Linked DNA regions of Triticum aestivum: region 1 is linked to region 2. A link is a contact called in public Hi-C data. All regions are on one chromosome and are shown on one strand. Each heading gives the region's core, a stretch centred on a gene start, on an enhancer-like site or on the middle of the called end of the contact. The rest is flanking DNA. Distances are from core to core; before and after follow the strand shown. Region 1 holds the start of LOC123092915 (hexuronate transporter). Region 2 holds the start of LOC123092913 (alpha,alpha-trehalose-phosphate synthase [UDP-forming] 6).

What was found. A called contact is a pair of places that touch in the nucleus more often than the background predicts.
Region 1: a Hi-C map of leaf shows a contact between it and region 2, with 9 times the contacts expected there. The contact joins the promoter of LOC123092915 here to the promoter of LOC123092913 in region 2. A contact is called at or near these places in 2 of 5 Hi-C or Micro-C datasets (both in leaf).

The regions. Positions count from the first base shown.
Region 1 is chr4B:496,979,205-496,985,031 of IWGSC CS RefSeq v2.1, forward strand. It overlaps LOC123092915 (hexuronate transporter), which reads left to right and starts at 4,057. Exons shown (of 3, transcript XM_044514772.1): 1 at 4,057-4,484; 2 at 4,584-5,311; 3 at 5,397-5,827. The coding sequence starts at 4,164. The coding sequence ends at 5,793.
Region 2 is chr4B:496,670,399-496,676,137 of IWGSC CS RefSeq v2.1, forward strand. It overlaps LOC123092913 (alpha,alpha-trehalose-phosphate synthase [UDP-forming] 6), which reads left to right and starts at 3,560. Exons shown (of 3, transcript XM_044514770.1): 1 at 3,560-5,739. The coding sequence starts at 4,178.

The DNA.
Region 1 (5,827 bases), core at 2,807-5,306, 310 kb after region 2:
TGGCCTCATTAGCAAAGAATTACTGTAGCTTAATTATCGGGGCGTTACAAAGTAGGAGACGCAACGAGGCGGCCACGAGGCAGGAGGGAGCGCCCATGGGGTAGGGCGCGCCCCCTACCTCGTGGGCCCCTCGTGGGCCTCCTGACCTAGCTCCTTCGCCTATATATACTCTTATACCTTGAAAACATCTGGGGGAGCCACGAAACCACTTTTTCACCGCCGCAACCTTCTGTACCCATGAGATCCCATCTAAGGGCATTTTCCGGCGTCCTACCGGAGGGGGATTCGATCATGGAAGGCTTCTACATCAACACCATTGCCTCTCCGATGATGCGTGAGTAGTTTACCACAGACCTACGGGTCCATAGCTAGTAGCTAGATGGCTTCTTCTCTCTTTTTGATTCTCAATACCATGTTCTCCCCGATGTTCTTGGAGATCTATTTGATGTAATATTCTTTTGCAGTGTGTTTGTCAAGATCCGATGAATTGTGGATTTATGATCAGATTATCTATGAATATTATTTGGTTCTTCTCTGAATTCTTATATGTATGATTTGATATCTTTGCAAGTCTCTCGAATTATCAGTTTAGTTTGTCCTACTAGATTGATCTTTCTTGCAATGGGAGAAGTGGTTAGCTTTGGTTTCAATCTTGTGGTGTCCTTTCCCAATGATAGTAGGGGCAGCAAGGCACATATTGTATTGTTGCCATCGAGGATAAAAAGATGGGGTTTTCATCATATTGCTTGAGTTAATTCCTCTACATCATGTCATCTTACTTAATGTGTTACTCTGTTCTTTATGAACTTAATACTCTAGATGCAGGCAGGAGTCGGTCGATGTGTGGAGTAATAGTAGAAGATGCAGAATCGTTTCGGTCTACTTGACACGAACGTGATGCCTATGTTCATGATTATTGCCTTAGATATCGTCATAACTTTGCGCTTTTCTATCAATTGCTCGGCAGTAATTTGTTCACCCACCGTAATATTTGCTATCTTGAGAGAAGCCACTAGTGAAACCTATGGCCCCCAGGTCTCTTTTCCATTATATTGAATCTCTTTTACATCATACTAGTTTCCGATCTACTATTTTGCAATCTTTTACTTTCCGATCTATAAACCAAAAAATAATAATATTTACTTTACCGTTTATCTATCTCTATCCGATCTCACTTTTGCAAGTAACCGTGAAGGAATTGACAACCCCTTTATCGCGTTGGGTGCAAGTTGTTGATTGTTTGTGCAGGTACTCGGTGACTTGTGCGTTGTCTCCTACTGGATTGATACCTTGGTTCTCAAACTGAGGGAAATACTTACGCTACTTTTCTGCATCACCCTTTCCTCTTCAAGGGAAAACCAACGCAAGCTCAAGAGGTAGCAGATGCTCTTATACAATGTGGGTTGGTCCAAAAGTTGGAAACATAAATGGATGTTGACCCCTAACTTTGAAAGATATAAGCACGACAATATACTCATTTTTATAGTTCTTTTATCCTTAGTGAGTATAGGAAAGCCGCACTATTAAGAGGGGTCTCTCGATGAACTTAGAGTGAAGCCACAATTCTTTCATATAGCCAAATATCTACATCCTAATTTCTATGATAAGTGCCACTCAAATAGCCAAGTTATTGATCTTGTCACAATCAAAACGTGTTAGTTCATTGTGCCCCAAAAAGTCCTTGAAGGTTCCGGGGTAACCTTCTAGGCGAGCCAAAATCTGGTGCTACCCCTCGCGCTGCCTCAGGTGGACATGAGAAGCCTATGATGCCAGACGGAGTTAGCTCTGGAATCCGGAGCTCCTAGAGGTACTCCTGGAATCCGGCACACCCTCCGGCGCTACTTCCGGGTGACAACAGAGGCATCATCTGTCTTGTGGAGTCAGTGCCCTAGAGTCAGGCCCGTAATTTGGGATGCCCCGAAAGGTATCTCCAAAGTTTCCGGGTAACATTTTGGGTGGTGTTGAAAGGTATCCAACGGGGAAATTTCGTGTGGAACTATAAAAGGTCCACCTTCTTCCCCAAGGGTTATCCTTTCCCCAATTCAAGTTGAGCTTCCTTATCGTTCATACTCCATTTTCTCAAATATCAAAAGCCTCATAGCCTCCACGCCCCGCAATCAAATCATTCTACTCTTTTGAGGGAAAAGGGAGAGGAGCCTTCGATCTATATTTCCGTCGAAGGAATTTGAGTTCTCCTTTGAGTTCATTGAAGGTTTGTTACTCTTGGTGGTTGGAGACTTTTAGGCGGTAGGAGTCTCCGGGAAGGAATTAACTTGTGGTTTGCACTGAAAGTTTGTGAAGGTTTGGAAGCCGCCTCAATGTCTACCACTACTGGTTGTGAATCGCTTGGTGATATCTCTAGGAGAAGTTGGTGAGCCTTTCCGATGTTGGTGTGCCTTCGTGGTAACATCCACCCCTCCAGCGCCGACTAATTTCCCTCCAAGGAAGTAAATTGGGTTACATCTTCTTCTCCGTGGTTTCCACTTATTTTATACCCAACTCATTTACTTGTGGTTTACTTTGGTCACTCGACCTTGCAAACATCATATAGGTTGTATATGTCATCATAGCATTGTTTAGGTTCACACTTTATGTAGCACAAAAGCTAAACTTGCTCATAAGTGTAGTAAAAAATTAGTTGTCCCTATTCAACCCTCTCTAGGTCCATCTCGGTCAATTAGTTGTCCTATTCAAGCCTCTCCACGTCCATCTCGATCATTCCAATTGATATTAGAGCTTTGCAGTCTTTTACATAGCTTAACCGTCGTAGAGGCAGATGATCACCAAGGAAGTCTCAAGGCCCTCATAGAAGCTTCGAACCCCTTAGCTGAGGGACCCTCGAAAGAGGATAGGCTTTATACATCCACGGCGGGCCAATATGGTGATACATGAGATTGTGAGATTTGGTTTTGTTAACCATTCTGATGATGATGCTCTTGTTAATAGTGTTCTGCCTTGCGTGGTATACGCTTAATGGACGATTATGATATATGGGGTGTTTTTTTAAGTGACATTCTTGTTGTTTCTATGCGCACATGCAAATAACTCATCACATATATGTTCTATGGCTTGTGCTCTCTGCACACGTGCGCGTTAAATATGGATCGTATCGGGACTATTTTTGCAAAATGTGGTGAAACGTGACCACAGTTCTAAAATATCTTCCAAGTTATCACCGCTTCACAAATAGGGGTTCTATGATAGATGAGAATTAACTCAAAATTTTCTATACGGTGCAAAGAGAGCCTTGGCTCAGTGGTTGGGCATGCGTTGTGCAGCCTAGCGACCCGAATTCAATTCCTAGAATTGACAGGTGATGCATAGGGGTTTTCCCCCGTTTATTGAGGATCAAGCTTGGTGTGTGGTAGAACCATACATCAAGAAATATCTTGATACTCATTTAAAAAATTATGAGGACCATGTTTATCTTGGTACTCATACTAAAATGGCCGTATGTATCCCTAGTTGGTGCAGAGGACGGAAAGTGAAATTCTCTCCCATTTTTTCTTTTTTGGCCGCATGCATCATCATGATGCAGAGCCCGGAGGTACGCCTCCATTTCTAAAAAAAACTAGCCTTCGCTATCGAAGCAGTGACGCCGCTACAGTTCTGAAGATCTCATCATTGTGGAACACGAGAGTTCAACGCGTTGCGAATGGCCGTTTAAAACATAGTACGACGCATTCTGTGTTAAACGAGGCTGCTTGTACATGATTCTCTCTCTAATTTAACCCTTTATTGAAATACTACTATGCATGCGTGGGATCTTTCTGAGGGATGCTGTGCAATCTGTTTTGGGTCGGTGATCCGTTGCTGTCGAACATGCCCAGCCTGTGGCGTATGACGTCGATCACCCGTTGAACACATCTCACGCGTTCGTAGCTACTTACAATAATTCAGCGGCACAAGAAGAGAAACGTGCGGCGATGTACATTGTGTGCAATGTCAGAAGAGTGCAAATGCAGTGCACCGTGCCAATAGAACATGCGGTGCGACCGACCAACAAAATCAAATTATCGGCGACTTCTGTTGATCTCATCCCCGTCGAGACTCACTCGAGAGCGGTCCTTATTTACGGGGCTTTTCTTCTGGACTCCCAGAGCGGCCAAGGCGAAGAGGACATCAGAGCGCGTGCGCTGGCTAGGGAGAGGAGGGGCGGGGAAATGGTGAGCACGAGCACCCACACGTCGGTGCAGCGGCGGCGGAGGCAATGGACGCTGGCGCTGGTGACGGTGGCGTCGCTGCTGGAGCGCGCAGACGAGGCGCTACTGCCGGCCGTTTACAGGGAGGTGGGCGCCGAGCTGGGCGCGTCCCCGGCCGCGCTGGGCTCCCTCACGCTGTGCCGCGCGCTCGTCCAGGCCGTGTGCTACCCGCTCGCGGCGTGCGCCGCGGCGCGCCACGACCGCGCGCGCGTCGTGGCTGCGGGCGCCTTCCTCTGGGCCGTCCCCACCATGCTCGTCGGCGTCTCTGGCACTTTTGTCCAGGTCAGCAGCCTCCGCCTCATGGCATGCCTACTACTTGAATACATACTTGTGACGGTGCCAGCTAGAGCTAAAAATGGGACACACGACTACTTTGTACAGATGGCGATCGCGAGAGGGTTTAACGGCGTCGGCCTGGCGCTGGTGGTGCCGGCGATGAACTCCCTGGCGGCCGACTACAGCGACGACACGACGCGCGGCTCGGCGTTCGGGTGGCTGGGGATGGCGAGCCGCGTGGGCGCCATGATGGGGGGCACACTCGGTGTGCTGCTCGCGCCCACGACCTTCCTCGGCGTCCACGGCTGGCGCCTGGCATTCCACATCCTCGCGCTTCTCAGTTTCGCGCTCGCCGTCTCGACGTGGTTCCTCGCCTCGGACCCCCGTCCGCCCAGCGCGTCGGAGAAGAGCACCGCATCGGTGGCCAGGGAACTCCTCGGGGAGGCCAAGGACGTGGTGCGATTGCCGACGTTCCAGATCCTGGTGGCGCAGGGGGTAGCCGGGTCGGTGCCGTGGACGGCGCTCACCTTCGCCGCCATGTGGCTGGAGCTCGTGGGGTTCACGCACTGGGAGACCAGCGTCATCATCAACCTCAACCAGCTGACCGGGGCGCTCGGCTCGCTGTTCGCCGGGCTCATCGGGGACCCCATGGCCCGGCGGTTCCCGAACGCCGGCAGGGTCGCGCTGGCACAGGTGAGCACGGCGTCGACCGTCCCGGTGGCCGCCGTCCTGCTGCTGGCACTGCCCATAGACCCCTCGGCCGGGGCCGCGTACGCCGCCGCCTTCGCCGTCCTGGGCTTCGTCATGCCCTGGTGCCCCCCGGCCACCAACAAGTGAGTGATGCTGGTGGCAGCACTGTTGATTCTTTGCTCGCATGCACTGCTGCTCCGCTGTTTGCTAACTCGGGTCCCTTTGCAGCCCTATACTGGCGGAGATCGTGCCGCAGAAGGCGAGGACGACGGTGTACGCGCTGGACAGGTTCTTCGAGACGATCTTTTCGTCGTTCGCGCCGGCCGTCGTGGGCATCCTGGCGGAGCGGGTCTTCGGATACAAGCCGGCGTCCAGCGCCACCGGTATGGCTGAACGGGAGAACGCCGCCGCGCTGGCGAAGGCTGTCTTCGCGGAGATTGCCGTGCCGATGGCCATCTGCTGCAGCATCTACTCCTTGCTCTACTGCACGTACCCAGCGGACAGAGAGCGCGCGCAGAAGGCGGCTCTGGTTGCGCCAGAAGATCAGGACTGTGAAAATGCTAATTCTAGTACTGCTACTGGGGTAGATGGCTTAAATCAGGCATTGCTAGCCAGAAATGACTAGCAACATATCGAGGACAGACTTGGCTACATGGACA
Region 2 (5,739 bases), core at 2,310-4,809:
TTGGTGGTTGCTAGAGACCAAGGTGGTCACGAGCGAGATCTATGTAGGTTACTACACTCCTCTGAGCCTAGCGCAGAGAGGGAGCAAGGAGAATGGTTGGTGGCCATAGGGTTTTGGAAGTCCCCTAGTCTTCCTTGTAGGAGGTAGATTCCCGTGTTACATTGAGGATAAATCCTAGCTTATCCTCTAGGGCTCTCAGTCCTTTGGGTTCCTCTTCTTTTGATCCCTAGAACGTCCATCCCCGGGATTCTTCCCCCTTGGGGTTACACTCCAACTCCTTCCTCTATGTCTCATCAATAGCGTAGGATATTATGTTTCTATCTATATGGTGTATGTGACAAGACTTGCAGACGTCTATCCAAAGGGCCTCCTATCCCTATAAACTGCTAAAACGGCCGCAAGAGCTAATGTCATCCGCAAAATACAATATAATGGTCAGAACTATTATTAGCCTTTTTATGAAATAGAAGTGTAACGCTTCACATTGTAATTTATTGTTAGCCTTTTTATGAAATGCAATTTAATTATGCATGATTTGTTGCATGAAAAAAACTCAGGGAACAATGTTCCTATCCATGTTGCGTATGTGACAAGACTCACATGCGTTTATCCAAAGGGCCTCTTCTCTCTATTAGTTGCGAAAATGGCTACATGTGTTAAAGTCGTCCGTAAAATACGATACATGCCTGAAACTGCCGAGTAAAGAAGAATATAGAGGTGTCTATCCAAAGAGCCCTCTCCTTCCCTACTAATTGCGAAAATGACAAATACATTGAAGCCATCCGCAAAAATAGAATATAGCAGTCAGAATTGCCGAGTGAACACATACATAATAATGTACATAGAAGTGTAATGCTTTAATTTACTATTAGCTTTCTGGCCATAGAGAATTTGTTGCGTGAAACCAACTCAGGAAATATTGTTTGTATAGTATGTTGCATATGTGAAAAGACCGTGTTGTGATAGCGCATGTTGTAAAAAAAAATCTTCTAGAATCACTAATGCTATAGTTCATGTACCCAGACCGAGGATCTCATGAATTTACACTGCAATGAGAAAATAGCCGGATTTTTTTATTGCGAATCAACACACCATTCCTTTTCTAGTCTCTAAAAACTTCTGCCCCAGGTGTAAAACGAACCAACGGCAGACATAGAGGGCCATCGATCTGTCTCCGCCGTCCATAGATAGACTTGCTACCCCAGTTGTTTTCCTTGCTGGGACCGACCAATAGATCCAAGCAAGCGCCACCGGCCAAATTCCCGTGTTACATTGAGGGGGTAACTCCTAGCTTATCATCTAGGGCTTTCAGATTCCTTTGGTTGCCTAGCCCATCCATCCCGGGGATGCTTCCCCTCTGTAGTTACACTCCAACTCCCTCCTCGCTGTCCTCATGAATAGCTTAGTATATTATGTTTCTATCTATATGGCGTATGTGACAAGACTTGTAGACGTATATCCAAAGGGCTTTTTATCCCTATGGGCTGCTAAAACGGCCGCAAGAGGTAGCGTCAGCTGCAAAATACAATATAGTGGTCAGAACTATTGAGTAAATGCGAAATAGAAGTGTAACGCTTCACAGTGTAATTTATTGTTAGCCTTTTTATGAAATACAATTTAGTTATGCATGATTTGTTGGACTAAAAAAAACTTAGGAAACAATGTTCCTATCCATGCTGCCTATGCGACAAGACTCACATACGTCTATCCGAAGGGCCTCTTCTCTCTATTAGTTGTAAAAATGGCTACATGTGTTAAAGTCGTCCGTAAAATACGATATATGCCTGAAACTGCCGAGTAAAGAATAATATAGAGGTGTAATTTAGAAAATAACATAGTGTAGGTTGCATATGTGAAAAGACAATGCCTCCTCTCATAGTGCACATCTCTCTATAATTGTAAAAGTAGTTACATATGCTATAATCATCCACAAAATACGGTGATGTGGTTAAATCCGCCAAACAAACACGGGCATAGAAGTGCCATGCTTTACATGTGTAATCTATTATTAGCTTTGGTATGAATCGATTTTATTACACGTGAGTTTTTGCGTGGAAACAACTAAGGCCATGTTTGATTGCAAAGTATTTTCTAAGTATTTTAAGAATACTACAATTTTTTTAGATACCGCGGTTTTATTTACTGTGACCTGTTTGGTTAACGCCAAAAACTGTGTTACTAAAACTAGAGTATTTACAAAACTGTAGTAATTTCTCTGCATAATAAAAAGAGCCCTGAACCTCTTTCTTTTTAACAGAGCAAGCGAAAGAAACGAGTCGGTCGCTAGATATTCTCAACAAATTCATCTGGCTATCAAGCCGCCGCTCGATCCCCTGTCATGCGTGTTCTCTAATGCGAATGAGATAGCTAGGCTGGAACGTTGATCATAGAAAGGATCCGAAGCAATCCATAGCTATCCTTTAGAGATCAGCCAAGGTCCGGAGAGGCGATCTCATCTCTTTTAACGAGTACTACTACTAATCACCGCTAAAAGCAATTGCTAGCTACTAGCTACGAATGGATGCACGACCAACAGCTAGCTAGTAAATTTTACAGCATTACGTGGTGTAACCAAACAGGTCCTCTGCATTGTGAATACTTCAAAAAACGTTGTTATATTAAAACCATGGTATTTTGTACATGCATGCTAAATTACTGTAGTTTCTGATACTTTGATTTTTTTAGTACTTTGCTATCAAACAGAGCCTAAGGAAATACTATTTCTATCGATGTTGCATATGTGAAGAGACCTGCATACGTCTATCCAAAGAGCCCTCTTCTTCCCTACTAATTGCGAAAACGACAAATAGATTGAAGCCATCCGCAAAAATAGAATGTAGTGGTCAGAATTCCCTAGTGAACACATGCATAATACGTACATAGAAGTGTAACACTTTAATTTACTATTAGCTTTCTGAGCACGGAGAATTTGTTGCATGAAATCAACTCATGAAATATTTGTTTGTACCGTATGCTGCATATGTGAAAAGACCGTGTTGCGACAGCGCACATGGCAAAAAAAAATCTTCTAGAACCACTAATGCCATAGCTCTTCCATTTGGACCGAGGATCGCACGAATTTACACCGCAATCACAAAATAGCGGGAAACTTTTAATTGCGAATCAGCACACCATTCCTTTTCCAGCCTCTGGAAAAACCCCTGGCCCTTGTGTAAAACGAACCAAGGACAGACACAGAGGGCCACCGATCTCTCTCCGCCGTCCACAGATGGAGTTGCTGCCCCCAGTTGTTTTCCTTGCTGGGGACCGGCCAATAGATCCAAGCAAGCACCACCGGCCAAACACCAAAGCAAGGAAATCTCCGTGCACGACCTCGTCGCCTCCTGTCCCATCCCTCGTCTTTCTTGTAGTAAACCCTCGGCTTTCCTCGCTCGCCTTACCCCCGATCGGCCAGTGGGAAAAGAAAGGCAAGGGAGGAAGAATCGGGAAGCCCCATCAGGCGACGGTCCCTGTCGCTCCCTTGTCCAATCACCACGAGGTGAGCCGCTGTTTGTTCCTATAAAGGGCGTCCGTCCTCACCCGCAGCCGCTCGCCCTCGTGCACCATGGGTAGTTCCACCAGATCGTGTAGAGCCGGAGCAGTCCCGTTTGATAGTATTTGCTGGCAATTTTACCATCATCTGATGATGATGATGATATGTTTGTCGCCCAGAGGAGCGGACCAAATCGGCCTCGTCACAGGCTGAGGAAGATAGCTATCTATCAAGTCTTTCCTGCGGGGAGTGAGCTACACACTTGTCAAGCCAGGGGAATACGGCATCACCAAATTGCACGAAAGGTTTCACCCCTTGTGTCAAAAGTACAAAAAGGCCCTCTTTATCTTTCCCTCCTCTCTCCCTTTCTCTCTCTACAATTAGTGCATCACTCTCAGCTCACTCCACCGGTCCAGAGAGGAGCAAGACACACACCCACCCAACCCAAGCCCCTCCCCCAGGTCGGTCAGGTGGATGCCTTGTTGTTGCTGAGCCCAGGCCTTGGCACCTCCCCACAGACCACTCTCCGCTTCAACTGTCTCGCCAGGAACTGTGTGCCAAAATATCGGCGGCTCCGTTCTTCCTTCTCGCCGATTGAAGCCGCGCCGTTCCTCGCCAAATTCGCCCCCCTTCTCGCCGAATCCCGCATCTTGCTCTCGCGAGAGGTAGTGGTGGTAGGCGGCCATGGTGTCGAGCTCCTACTCCAACCTGTTGGACCTGGCCACCGGCGCGGCGGACCAGGGCCCGGCGCCGGCCGCGCTCGGCGCGCTGCGGCGGCGGCTCCCCAGCGTGGTCACCACGCCGGGGCTCATGGAGGACTCCCCGGCGTCGCCCTCCACGCCGTCCCCGGCGCCGCGCCCGCGCACCATCGTCGTCGCCAACCACCTCCCGATCCGGGCCCACCGCCCGGCGTCGCCGGAGGAGCCCTGGACCTTCTCCTGGGACGAGGACTCGCTGCTCCGCCACCTGCAGAAGAGCTCCTCCTCCCCGTCCATGGAGTTCATCTACATCGGCTGCCTCCGCGAGGACGTCTCGGTCCCCGAGCAGGACGCCGTGGCGCAGGCGCTCCTCGACTCCTACAACTGCGTGCCGGCCTTCCTCCCCGCCGACACCGCCGCGCGCTACTACCACGGCTTCTGCAAGCAGCACCTCTGGCCGCTCTTCCACTACATGCTACCGCTCTCCCCGGACCTCGGCGGCCGCTTCGACCGCCTGCTGTGGCAGGCCTACGTCTCCGCCAACAAGGTGTTCGCCGACAAGGTGCTGGAGGTGATCAACCCGGACGACGACTTCGTGTGGGTGCACGACTACCACCTCATGGTGCTCCCCACCTTCCTCCGCAAGCGCTTCAACCGCATCAAGCTCGGCTTCTTCCTCCACTCGCCCTTCCCCTCCTCCGAGATCTACAAGACGCTGCCCGTCCGGGAGGAGCTCCTCCGCGCGCTCCTCAACTCCGACCTCATCGGCTTCCACACCTTCGACTACGCCCGCCACTTCCTCTCCTGCTGCGGCCGGATGCTCGGCCTCCCCTACGAGTCCAAGCGCGGCCACATTTGCCTCGAGTACTACGGCCGCACCGTCAGCATCAAGATCCTGCCCGTCGGGGTCTACATGGAGCAGCTCAACGCTGTGCTCGCCTTGCCGGAGACGGAAGCCAAGGTCGCGGAGCTCATGGAGACCTACACCGGCAACGGCAGGGTCGTCATGCTCGGCGTCGACGACATGGACATATTCAAGGGGATCAGCCTTAAGCTGCTCGCCATGGAGGAGCTGCTGGGGCAGCACCCCGAGTGGCGGGGCAAGCTGGTGCTGGTGCAGGTCGCGAACCCGGCGAGGGGCCGGGGGAAGGACGTCGCCGGCGTGCAGGAGGAGACCTATGCCATGGTAAAGAGGATCAACGAGGCGTATGGCGCGCCGGGGTACGAGCCGGTGGTGCTGATTGACCAGCCACTGCAGTTCTACGAGCGCGTCGCGTACTATGTCATTGCAGAGGTGTGCCTGGTGACCGCGGTCCGGGACGGCATGAACCTGATCCCCTACGAGTACGTTGCCTCCCGGCAAGGCAACGACAAGCTGGACAGAATACTGCGGCTGTGCAAGCCAGAGGAGAAGAAGAGCATGCTGGTGGTGTCCGAGTTCATCGGGTGCTCCCCGTCGCTCAGCGGCGCCATAAGGGTGAACCCGTGGAACATCGAGGCCGTGGCTGATGCCATGGAGTGCGCCCTTGTGCTGCCTGAGAAGGAGAA